Linked DNA regions of Columba livia: region 1 is linked to region 2. A link is a contact called in public Hi-C data. All regions are on one chromosome and are shown on one strand. The core of a region is the stretch at or near the end of the contact, and the rest is flanking DNA. Distances in the headings are between cores, read along the strand shown. Region 1 holds the start of TBX4 (T-box transcription factor 4). Region 2 overlaps BCAS3 (BCAS3 microtubule associated cell migration factor).

What was found. A called contact is a pair of places that touch in the nucleus more often than the background predicts.
Region 1: a Hi-C map of crop shows a contact between it and region 2, with 4 times the contacts expected there. The contact joins the promoter of TBX4 here to the enhancer-like site in region 2. A contact is called at or near these places in 2 of 2 Hi-C or Micro-C datasets (crop and liver).

Annotation. Positions count from the first base shown.
Region 1 is chr20:2,362,097-2,367,573 of bColLiv1.pat.W.v2, reverse strand. It overlaps TBX4 (T-box transcription factor 4), which reads right to left and starts at 3,227. Exons shown (of 11, transcript XM_005511931.3): 1 at 2,940-3,227.
Region 2 is chr20:2,059,546-2,065,897 of bColLiv1.pat.W.v2, reverse strand. BCAS3 (BCAS3 microtubule associated cell migration factor) reads right to left here. Exons shown (of 26, transcript XM_065036752.1): 5 at 6,001-6,107. Among named protein-coding and RNA genes, the nearest start is that of BCAS3, 8.4 kb to the right of the region's middle. Within about 2 kb of position 1,402, at least 1 of the 3 cell types and tissues checked has an H3K27ac peak away from gene starts, as active enhancers do.

The sequences.
Region 1 (5,477 bases), core at 1,978-4,477, 300 kb before region 2:
CCAGTAATCAGCTCTGTGGTGCCAAAGAGTCTGCACCAAATTCAGCTCTGGCCTCCCCAGCTCTGGGGGAAGCAGACATAAATATGGGGCTCTAATCTCAGACATGCTCGTTGATAATCTGCTCTGCAATTTGCAGATAGGGTAGTCTGAGTGCTCGCAGGCTCCAGGGCCATGTGGGGAGGGCAGGGGGAGACAGGACCCAGGTCCCCTCAGAGGGCTCGGGCTGTTTGTGCATCTTTCTTCAAACCATTCACAGCACATGCGGCCACCAAGGCACCCAGTCCCGATCCTGTGCCCCCTGAAGTGGGAGTTTTGGCCTTGGATTTGTGGCAGTCACTTAGGAAATCACAAATAGCCCTTTCCCTTTTTGCAGGCACCCTGGGCCTCAAAGTGGGGTCTCCCAAAGTGGGGTCTGTCCAGAGAGGAACAGCAAGAAGCGGGGGACAGTGGGACCCCCCAGTCCTGAAATGGGGTCCCAGCAAACTACCCCAGCTCACAGGGAAGATCAGGATTTCCCCTCATGTCACCAAAGCACAGCAAATAGCAGTATAACAGCGTGACAATTCTCTCTGGAAAGCTGAGATTTCTGCCCAGTTCTCCCCCCACCCCAGGAAAATGGGCTTTTAGTGCAGGTGAAGGGCTTCAGCTGCATGATCTGTCAGCTGAGGGTGGCACCAACCAGGAGGGAGGCACCTCTGCTTGAAAACAATTGGGAAAAAAAACCAAACCAAAACAAAAACCCCACCACAACACACACCATAGTCCAGCTGGGATAAAAATCCCTGCAAACGCTCCCTCTCGTGGAGGCTGGCTCTCCACCTCTGTCTGCGAGACCGGGACAAGTCCCGTCCCAGAATCTGTCCCAGGGATGAGGGGCTCTGCAGGAATTGGGGTCCATGGGAGCTGCTGACACGCTCCCCTTGCAGCACCACCCAGCATCCCCCCAGAGCCAAGGCCTTGCTGCCCAGCATCCCCCCCGAGCACGTTTGGGATGGGGGAGCTCAGGGCTGGCTGCATCCATCACTCTTGAATTTCAGATGCTTCTGAGGCTTTAACAGCCAAACCACCTTCCCCTCTTGTTGCCATGGGGAGAAAGCACATGTGTTTAGCATGTGGAGGAACAGAGGGTACCACTGGGGATACCTGCTGGGATTTACATTGGCTGAACCCCTGTATGTGCCATTTATCTCTTTTAAAGCCATTTTGAGGGTGTCCCTGAGCCCCAACATAGCCTAGGCAGGGAGGACAGCTCTCAAGCTGGAGCAGCACAGGGACAACAGCATCACAGTGCCTCTACCAGGTCATTATTTCCCAGCATGGGGAATTATTTCCCAAAAGTCTTTAACCAATTCTCCTCAGCTGCACAGGATTTTGCACTGACAACACCTTTCTGCTGGGAACCAAGCCAAGACCTCCACAAGGTCATTTTGCAAAGACAATTAGGTAGTCCCTCGACAGCGCTGTCTCATTTTAATTAGATTTTATTTCCAAAGAATTACTGAGCAAGCCAGGCCCAAGGCTGAAGGCAAGGACCATTTACAGAAATCAATGGGAGGCAAAGGACAGATGTACCTGTGCTTATGTCACCAATTACAGTGATGCCAACTTGACGAGGGAAAGCAGCAGCCTTTCTCACATGATTTCACCCATTAATTCTTCAGGCAAAATAAACCCCAGCATGCAGAAGACACACCATCACCACTTCTGCCTGCTTGTTCATGCTTAGATGCCTCAGAGCAAGTACTTGCAGCTTTTTGAGGGGGTCTATAGGTGTCACATGCACATTTTTGGCAGAACCCACAAAGCTGGGGAATAGCACAAAGCCCTTATCGATCTGCAGGACGGCTGCTCCTACGTATTTGTGCACACACACAGAACACATGTAAAGAAAAAGTGAACGTATACACACACAACAGCCCTTAGCAAGGGGAACCACGGTGGCACAGGCAGCAAGGACAGGCTGTGACAGCAAGAAACAGACGGACCAGAGGATGGACACGACAGGGGATACTTGAGGGGCCACTGCTGCAGACCCCCCATCCGGTGAGGTTGAGAAGACAAACCCTGTGGATGACCAGGGGGTGCCACCAGTACGGGCTGCTGCACAGCTACCCCCTAGGGGATGCCCCGAGGAGCCCCGGACCGGCCGCCACCTCCCGGGCACCCCCCGAGAGGCCCCGTCACCGTTTCCCCGCATCTGGCCGCCCCCGCGGCGAGACTGCGCCACCTGGCGGCCGAGCTCGGGGCAGCAGCGGGCACAGCCTGGACGGGGCGGCCTGGCAGAACGTTTTGGAGCCCAAGGCACATCCCGAGGAAGAAAAACCACCTTTTTGGTGTTGTGGTTTGTTTTGTTTTCCCCCCCGCGACCCCAGCGCAAAGCTGGAAAGAAGAGCAGCGGAGAGGGCAGTTGAAAGCCCCGCCGGCTGCTTCTGTCTAGTCGGATGTCCCGAGCAGACACCCACCGGGGCGCGGCCGCGTCTCCTCCCTTCCCGATGTGGCTCCGGGGAAGGTCTGGGAAAAGGCCCGGGCAGGCGCCGCGGGGCGACGGGGCCCGGTTCTCCCTCGCCATCACCCGCCACTATAAACAACCGGAATAAACCGAGAGCCTCCCCTTTCCCCTTTCCCACCCTGCCTCAGAGCAAACGGTGCCTGCGGCTAAGAACCAGCTTTGCATCAAAATAAACAGTTACTTTTTGCCTGATAATATTTGTAACCCCCACAGACACACGCGCAGATCAAAGCAGCTCTGGGAACAGCCTAAACAGCTGCTTCATCCTTCCCGCAGCCCCAGACCATGCCCGGACTGTGCCCCCGGGGAGTTAACGGGCCAGAACCGACTGAGGGAGGCAAAGAGGCCTTTGGGACGCCAGCGCCCATAGAAAGAACGCGGACAGAGATTCCGGGACGGAAAAGCCCTGGAGCAGTCAGGGGGGGCTCACCCGAGCACGCTGCTGAAGAGACAAGCTGTCCTCCACACCGGGGCTCCGAGGACGCCTCATTGGGGTTCAGGACCCTATCCCCGGCGGGGCAGGATGGAAGAGGAGACCACAGCAGCCCCCCCAGCGACCTACCGACCTTGCTCGAACTAGCGGCAGCAGCACAAAATAAGAACGCACACCGAGCAGCCCCATAAATCACGTCCGGCCGCAGGTGCGGAGCCGCTACCCCGGCTGCGCATCCCGCCCCGAGCGCACAGGTGCGGCGGGGTACGCAGGTGTCCTACGCGGCCGGGCCCGCGGGTGCGCAGCGCTAAGAGATACCCGGCCGGGGGGAGGCAGCGCTCCGCAGAGGTTCCCGGTGCTGCCCTTTGTCTATTGATCCGCGATCGGGGGCGGCAGACAGAGCGGCGGCCCCGCGGGTAATTGGGGCTCCAAGGCCGTGACCGCGCTCGCCTCCCTCCTCCCCGCCCCTGCGCGCCGCGGGGGGCAGCGCCGGCGGGTCCCTAATTGGGAGCCGCAGCCGGGGGCTCGGCCCGCTCCGCTTTGTCCCGGCCGGGGAGGCAGCGCGGCGGCAGGCAGGCGCCAGCCCGGCACAAAGAGCTGCTCGCCCCGCTGCCGCCGGGCCGGGGCTTCCCTTCCCCGACGGCTGCACCCCGTGTTCACAAAGTCGGGGCTGGCAGAGGGGCTCAAATGTTCGTTGAAATGTTCCAATGGGGAATCTGAACCTGCCTGTGGCACTGATGGGCCCTGGGAGCCCCCCACATCTGAGGGAGCTCCTGGCACAGGGCAGGAGCCTCGCATCACAGCGTGCCTTGCTTCATAGCATTGCCACCCTCCCTGCCTTTCCCCTGAGGTGTGCAGTGGTTGGTTCCTGTAAACCCCACACCACAGAGACAAAAAGCCATATTTTCCCACTCTGACCAGCAATCAGGGCCTGAGCACACCCAACAAGGTGTCACCACCTCGCTGTCACCTGCCGCGCAACAGTGACCTGACGTGACATGCTCAAGGATACGCACAGGCACAGCGCCAGCAGCACAGCACTGTAGCCCTGGTGAGGGCCCGGCTTGGCCTGAGAAACCACAGCTGGTCCTGTGCAGGGATGAGAGCAGCGGCAGCGTTCCCCTGCACGGGCCTGTGAGATGCGCTGGCCGGTGTTCCTGTTTACAAACACCCGCCCGTGGAGCTGTTCCAGCAGCGCTATTGTGCTGCACAGTGGCTTGGTGGCTAAGTTAGCTGGGGTTTGTCCACGGGGGCCACGAAACCCTTAGGGTAGGAATGCTATTTTTAGTGTCTAGCCAAGCACCTTGTGCATTTAGCCAAAGAAACTCAAAAGCTGCCACTAACACTAGTGAAATCCTCATTATTTGGTGATCTCACCACATTGGTGGAGGCAGCACCTCTCTTACCTGCTGGTTAAACACCAACACCTTCTGCCAGACAGGGATCACCGGAGCACCCAGCACTTCATTCTGGGGACTTGACAGTGACCACAGCACACGGCATGGCCATGCCAGGTTTTGTCGGGTGCATTTCAGGGTGCAAAGCAGCAGAGCCATTTGGGGTGCTGTGCTGGGTGTGCCCTCGCAGGGCCTCCCAGTGCCTTTTCATAGCCGAGGAAAATAATCCCAGCGCAGTGCATGACTAATCAGTAGCTGCTTGTCACACTGTTTGAATAGGGTTTCTCAGAGCCTGGGTTTGGCCACAGCAGGCCTGGAGCAGCTCAGCTCCTGCCGAAACGCCCTGCTGCCCACGCCCCATGCCTGGGGGGAGCCAGGCCCTGCTCCCTGCCTTCCAGAACCATCCCTCGAGGTCACCATCGTGAACCCACACTCTGCAGGGAGCACTTTCCCATCTCTAGTGAAGAGAAGCTTTGTGCTCAATAGGCAGGTTGGGACGCCCTGCCGGCCCCAGTGTTTGGCCCTTGAGGAGGAAGCAACGTTTAAACCTTCATTGTCCCTTGGACCAGGCTGGACAGCGTGGCTGTCTGCAGTGTGCCAGGACAGCAGGAACCTGGCATGAGGCTCTGCCAGCGCTGGCTCTGTTCAGCAGCACAGGCACCATCTCCCTGCTGTGCTTGCTCTAGCCAGCTTAGTCTAAACCCAGCATGGCCAGGAGGGTGGTGGCAAGGGCTGGTGAGCCCTCACACTGGCACATGCTGTGCCCCCTTGCTAAAAGTAGAGCCTGTTAAATTGTTACTCATCTGAGTGATGTTTATTCAGAAATGATCCTACAAGCTTAATTATAGTAACTACACTTCCCTCCTTCTGTTTAAGCAGTTCCCAGCCTGACAGTTCCCCCCTGCACTGACAGAAAAGGCTCTGCTCCTCTGGGGGAGCCACAGTAGCTCCGCTCCAGTCATCGGGGAGCACAGCCCTAGCATCTCCCCTCAGATGCTACCACGATGGGGTGGGGGGTTCCACAGCCCGTTCCCTGCCTGCAGCCACCTCCGGAGTGCTGAGGTGGGGGTCCGGGGGAGCCCGGGGAGGAGCCGCGGCCGCCCACGACCCTCCCCGTCGGGGCCGAGCGGCGGCAGGT
Region 2 (6,352 bases), core at 153-2,652:
AAGAGAGGAGTAAAAAGATGAAAAAAAAAGATGAAGACAGCAACATGTTTTCTCTCCTTTGGAACACAGCAGCCCTATGAAAAGGGAAAGGAGGAAATCAAGAAGAAGAAAAATATAAGGCTTTCGAACTGTTATTATTGGCAATTAAAGATTTTTTCCCCCAAATCAGGAAAATGCTGTTTCACATGTGTAAGCACAGCAATGGCTCTGAATGAAAACAAGAGGGAAAGGAACTGGTATAACAAAAGTATGGAAGAAGTGATTCACATCGAATAATCCAACCCAACTCAGTCACCTCCTCCTGCTTTTGAACGACGCCAGCACATCAGCACTAACTCCAACCTACTTCAACAACATCTTACAAACACAACCTGGACATGACACGAAAATATGGATGAGATTAAAACAGCAATACTCGACCTATCATAGCTCCATAAAATAACTGTTTTCTTAAGGGATTTTTAAGTTCTATGTCCTTAACTGTTCCATGGAAGTAGGAAAACAGAGGGCATTGGAGTTTGTTGTATGCCATGAATAATTTCAGAGCTTGCTCATTCCTCTGGTTTGCTGGCATTCAAAAATGCATCAGGACTTGAGAGTTGAAGTTCTTCCCTGATATATAATTAACTTTTCTTAAACACCGTCACCAGAAGCTTCTGTTACTTGCAGTCTTCTAAAATTCTGAATTAACTGCCGTTGATGATAACGCTCTTCATTTATCTATGTAAAATATAAAACTCTATTACCATTGCTGAGGGCGCGTGTATCAGTTTTGGCCAAAAGCACCGTGTTCAGGGCAGAGAGGTCATGTAGTCTGATCTTCCCGGCAGTCCCGGCCCTATTGCACTCCTGACACAGCCACGTTTCCCTGGGAAAGGGACATTTATTCCACCAGGAAGCGAAGCGGGAGAAGGACCAAGGCTGAAGCGCAGCCCCAGCGCTGGACGGCGCCCGACTCCATCGCGGGTGAGATGTGGGGCTGGCAGGGACCGGGCAAAAGGCTCCGCATCCCATTACCAGCCCCTTGAGCTGCACAGTCTCAGAAGCATAGACAAAACATAAACAGACTTCACCAACTGAAAACAGAGCTCTAAATTCTTCAGAAAGCACCTGTGAAGGAACGCGGCTGCGGCTGCCATGCTGGATTGGATCCAGCCAAGTAGCGAGTCCCTGCGGCAGCTCTCAAAGCTCTTCAAAGTTTTTCTTTCCCATTCCAAAAGCCAAGGCTATTTCCAAACAGGTTTCAAGAATTGAATATTAAGCTATAAAAGCAGCTTCAGGTACTCGTTCTGCAGAAGAGTGAATCCAAAATGACGGCTCCAAGCTGGTCTGATAGAACATTTCAGCGTTTCCCAGCGCCCGGTATCAAACCACAAAGCCCAGACCTACATGGAAGCTGCGAGCAAAGACGACGCAGAACCCGGCCCGACCAAGTCTTCATCGCTCTCATCAATGACAGATTGAACAAGGAAGAACTCGCTTGTCCACTCAGACGTCTTGAGCTACTGCTTAAAACACGACAGACCAGGAATCTGGAGCACTGGTTAATTTTTGATGACAGAGTTTTATTGTTTGGAGCACACCAGTTTGCAGCCATTAAGAAGGACAGAACAAAGGAAGTTTTGTTCACACTGGGGATAACTAATAGTTTCCGACCATAGAAAATGGTTTTCACATGGTGAAAAGAAAAAAAAGTCAAACATACACCAAACTGAAACAAAGTTCAAAACTCAGTGCTTAAACTACTGTGCAACTCTTCAAAAGCAAAACTGCTTGTTTATTAAAAAAAACTATCAGAGAGCACAGGGAAGAAACCAGGTGGGTCTTTTAAATATTCTGATTTATTTTAAATATGATATAGCTCATAATATGTTATAATATGACAAAAAGCAACCGACAGATACCACCATAGAACACTGATACAACTACGCGGGGTTGAAGGTTATTGCCAGTCATCTTGCTACTGAGTGAGGAAAGGAGTGTAAGTAAAAGGACACAGTGTCATTTGGGTGTAGAAAGTCAACCAGTCTGCTTTTCCATCAAAACAAATCTCTATACTCCTCTAAAGATTTTAGATGCTCAAAGAACGTCACAGACATCTCCTCTAGTGACTGAATTCAGTATGAAACTGCACCTAGCAGGTAAAATTCTGACAACATTAACTGAATTTACAAAACAACGAAAGCCTAGGAACGGTTTTTGGTTTTGTTGCACACGCTTTTTTTTCCACTGCTGTAAGGTAGGATACAAATTAAAAACCAACCAAACGAAAACCAACTTCCAACAGTTGTGCAGTCACTTAATGAGGGCAAAACCAGGAAACGTTTTGCACACTGCCAGCATCTTCAGTGAAAAGATCCAAAGCCTCAGAAAGTTATTTGCATAAGTGTTTATTGTAAAGTCCTCGGCCATTTTCCAGGGTTACTGGGTCGGGTCATTTTCCTGAGGGGCCACTCAAGCCTTAAGAGCAGCCCCCGCAGCAGGTCTGGGCAGAGCAGGGACCGCAGCTCGGCCCACGTGTCTGCGCCTTTTCCAGCTGCAAACGGGGAGAGAGCGACGGGGGAGCAAGGAGACGTGGAAACCCGGCAGACGGGGCTTCCGATGGCCAGTGGAGGGAACAGAACTCACCATATACATCCAGCTATAGGTTCACATACACACACCATCTGCTGTACAACTGCAGTTTTAACTACTTTTAAAAAAACCATAGTATTATTGACAGCAGCATCTAAAGAGATTTAGGGCCTGGCAGTGTGCGATGCCATCGGTGTTCAATGAGCCCTGTGCATTGCAGATTCCCCACGGCACAGTCACCACCGCACGGCTGACACCTCCCTGCAATCTGTGCCAGTGTCCTTATACCACGGCCTTTAAGTATTTTTCACTAAATATACATCTGCATTTGTCATTAAAAGTTCTCTTTAGTAGTTACTAATTTATTCAGCTCGAGCTTGATCATCCTTTATTAATTGTAGTAAGAACCATTAAATTAAGATGATTTTTCTACTTCTGAAGCTTCCAGCATCCAATGATTAAAAATTATCTGCCACAAAGCCAGCCAACATACATTTCCTTGAACAGGAACATCTACAACAGATACTTGGAAACCACATTAGGCAGAAATCAGTTCCAATTGTATTTGAAACACGAAACCGGGAGCAATGGGTAAAAAAAAAAAAACAAATTCCAAATAAAACACAAAAAAAACCCAAATTCCAAATAAAAAGCTATGCTGCACAATTATCAAATAGGAATTCCTTGTCATACTTTTGTATATTCCCAGATTTCTCTCCACTTAGAGAGCCATATTTTAAGACCACTTTTAACCTTCCCACCCCCATTTCCAAACAAAGATCAAAAGCAAAGCCGTTTGGACGGACACCTTCCGCTCCTTAGGCGACACAGATTTTCCAAACCCCGGCCGTGACTCCAGCGCCCCGCAGTCCAAACAGCCTCTCAGCACTAATGCTATCTCCCATTTGCAAGTCACACTTGTGTAGTCAAAGATGTTCCTCCAAGGAGATGTTAATGGGCAAGCACTCAGAGTGCAGAGGGACGCGCTCCTGGAGGCGGCCGCAAAGGTGTTCGGGAGGCAGCGAAACACCATTACGGAGGGTGTCAGCTCAGGACCTGTCATAAACACTTCATAATCACTCAGACGCAAACCCGGCTGCCTGCAACACGTTACTTTATTAAGTGCTGAACTGAGGTTCAATCGTATGAATAAAAAAAACCCAAAAAAAAAAGCACAATGCTGCAGATAATGGCCTTACTGAGTGGGTTCACACATAAATGTCACGTTGTTGCTTTGTCAGATGGAAAGGTTTTAAACTACGAAAATCGTTTTTTTTCCCCAATAACTGGAATGATGTTGCTTTAATTACAGCTAAATACTCTGCAAGATCAACAAGAAAGGTTCATATAATAGCAAAGGACATGTTGAAAAATAAGTAACATCAGGCACTTCATGGCCCAACTTGCAGCTTATTCAGATGCGAGAAGAGGGGAAAGAAAAAGAATATGAAACAGCCACAAACCCAAGGAAAACCCCTCTTTTCCTCTAGGAAACACAGATAAACTCCCTTGTACTACCTGCCTGACAATACCAGTGAGCACACTTGTCGTTTATTAGGAAGCTCCATCCAATTATTTCATGTTTAGTGCAGTGTGCCGTGGGGCAGGAGTTAATGCAGAGCAGGTGACACCCAGGGCATCTCTTCACATCCCAAAGAACTGAGACGACTCTTCCGTTCTTGCTTTCCTTCTACACATAAGATCCCACCCGAGCGGGAGTTTCCCACGGGCACCGATACGGATCGCTCCGACAGAGACCTTCTGTCAGCCAGACACAAAAACTCACTCACAAGGGACAAAGAATTCTCACCTTGCCACAGCGCACGGGCACGTTACACACGGAGGAAAGTAAAACAACCTGTGCTAAACACAAACCTGCTCCCACCCAGTGGCCAGGACAAGGCCCAACACACCGCACTGCCATACAGAACACAGGCATTCGTTTGGATAAGGACACTCCAGCAGGATAAAGAAAGCTGGTTTATCAGAATTCTTTAACTCGGGTCTCTGTGACTACTCACAGGGTCTTAACTAACTGATCAACCTGCACTACAACTCCTGGTGCTGCAGTTGTGTCTCCTCTCTTAGCTCAGGATCTTAGTGACACCTAATGTTTGTTCTCTGTAATACATTCTGAAGAACAAAGCCGTTCCAAACCATTTTAATAATCTGATTCATACACAAATACCAAACTGATCAGGCTTCACGACAGTGTACAAAACTAATCATACACTATGATTGCGTTCTTAGTATTCAAAGTTGTTCCAGTGTAAGGCAGTTTAAAAACCACCACCACAATCCAAAGATAGGTTTGGCTGCACTAAAAATAAAGCCATGAAAATCAGAATTAGACAGTTTCTCATGGCATACAAGCAGGCAAAATTTCCTTTATTTTGGTTCGAATGTACCTACATTTTATTTAAAGTTCCTAAATGTTAGTAAAAAGTTACTAACCAATGAAATTTAGTGAAGTACGCTGGGTCTTACTCCATTTCTGTTAAACTCTCCTTCAAATGCAAAAGCTCAGCAGTTTTTTTCCTCCTCCATCTCCACCTAACAAGAAACAACCACGAGGGGAACAGCCAGCTCTCCCACACCGCACTGCAACGCAATTTAACTTCACTTCTGGGGTACAAATTGACATTATTTTATGTTATACCAAGTTACTGGTATATAAACATGTCCCACATAGCTAACCAAAAAGTCATAAAAAAATATATACATATTTGTAAAAAACCAATGTATTTTACCAATGGGAAGAACTTGATCCTCTCTACATTATTTTGAAGGACAAGATGTTATGAGCATTTTTTTTTTTTTAAGTTAAGAATTTTATGACCTTCTGTATTAAACCTTATTCTGTAGTTTCAAGAAATTTGGGGGAAATTCCCCAAATTAAGACCATGTGCTCATAAACCACTCCAAAACACAAACTGCAGGGTGTGTGTATGACAGCGTGAAATCAAACCCATATGCACACATAGACTTGAGTAAAATTAAAATTGCAAATCATGTACATGACAAACACGTGATTGTAAAATGCTATTAATACTGGCATACTTGCATTCTTGATACAAACAAATTCTTTTCCTATTTTCCAACCCTTATTCCTTTCTGTAGGCTAAGATTCCTTTCCTTTGGATACAAACTATTCCTTAATGTCAAACACCACTCCCAACTCAAATCCAAAAACGAACTTAACAGAAATAATTTGTAAAGAGCCTTCAAATCTGAAGGTACATGAATTCAAGTGTTTGATCTATGCTCAGTATTAATCTTAAAATAAGCATATTACATACAAACCATATGACATTGATGGTAAATGTTGTCTCCTTCCACTTCAACAGCAAAAAATACAATATTAAAGTAATAACGGAACATAACAAAGAAAAAAGCCTCTGGCACAGAAGCGCTCTCTGTACTTACAGGTATGCTCCAGACTTGCATTCCATCGCTGTAGCCGATCATCAGCAGTAACGGGGGTTCGTTCCCAGTGCTGTGTATTTCATGAAACTCCATGTTCCTTGACGTATCTAAATTGGGTTTAAATATCAAAGCCATTATTAACAGGTTAGGAGCAGTTATGGCTGGTGTCAGTTATACTAGATGTACAAGAGAACCCAGAGGGAATGCCTGAGATTTTTAAAAAATAAATATATGACGGAAAAAAAGGCACAAGCAAACACACCTTAAGTGGCCTAAAGCTGGACATAATGCCCTGGAGAGGCTGATGGGTCTTTTCTAGTTCTAATGGCTGTGAATTTATGACCTGCCAGCC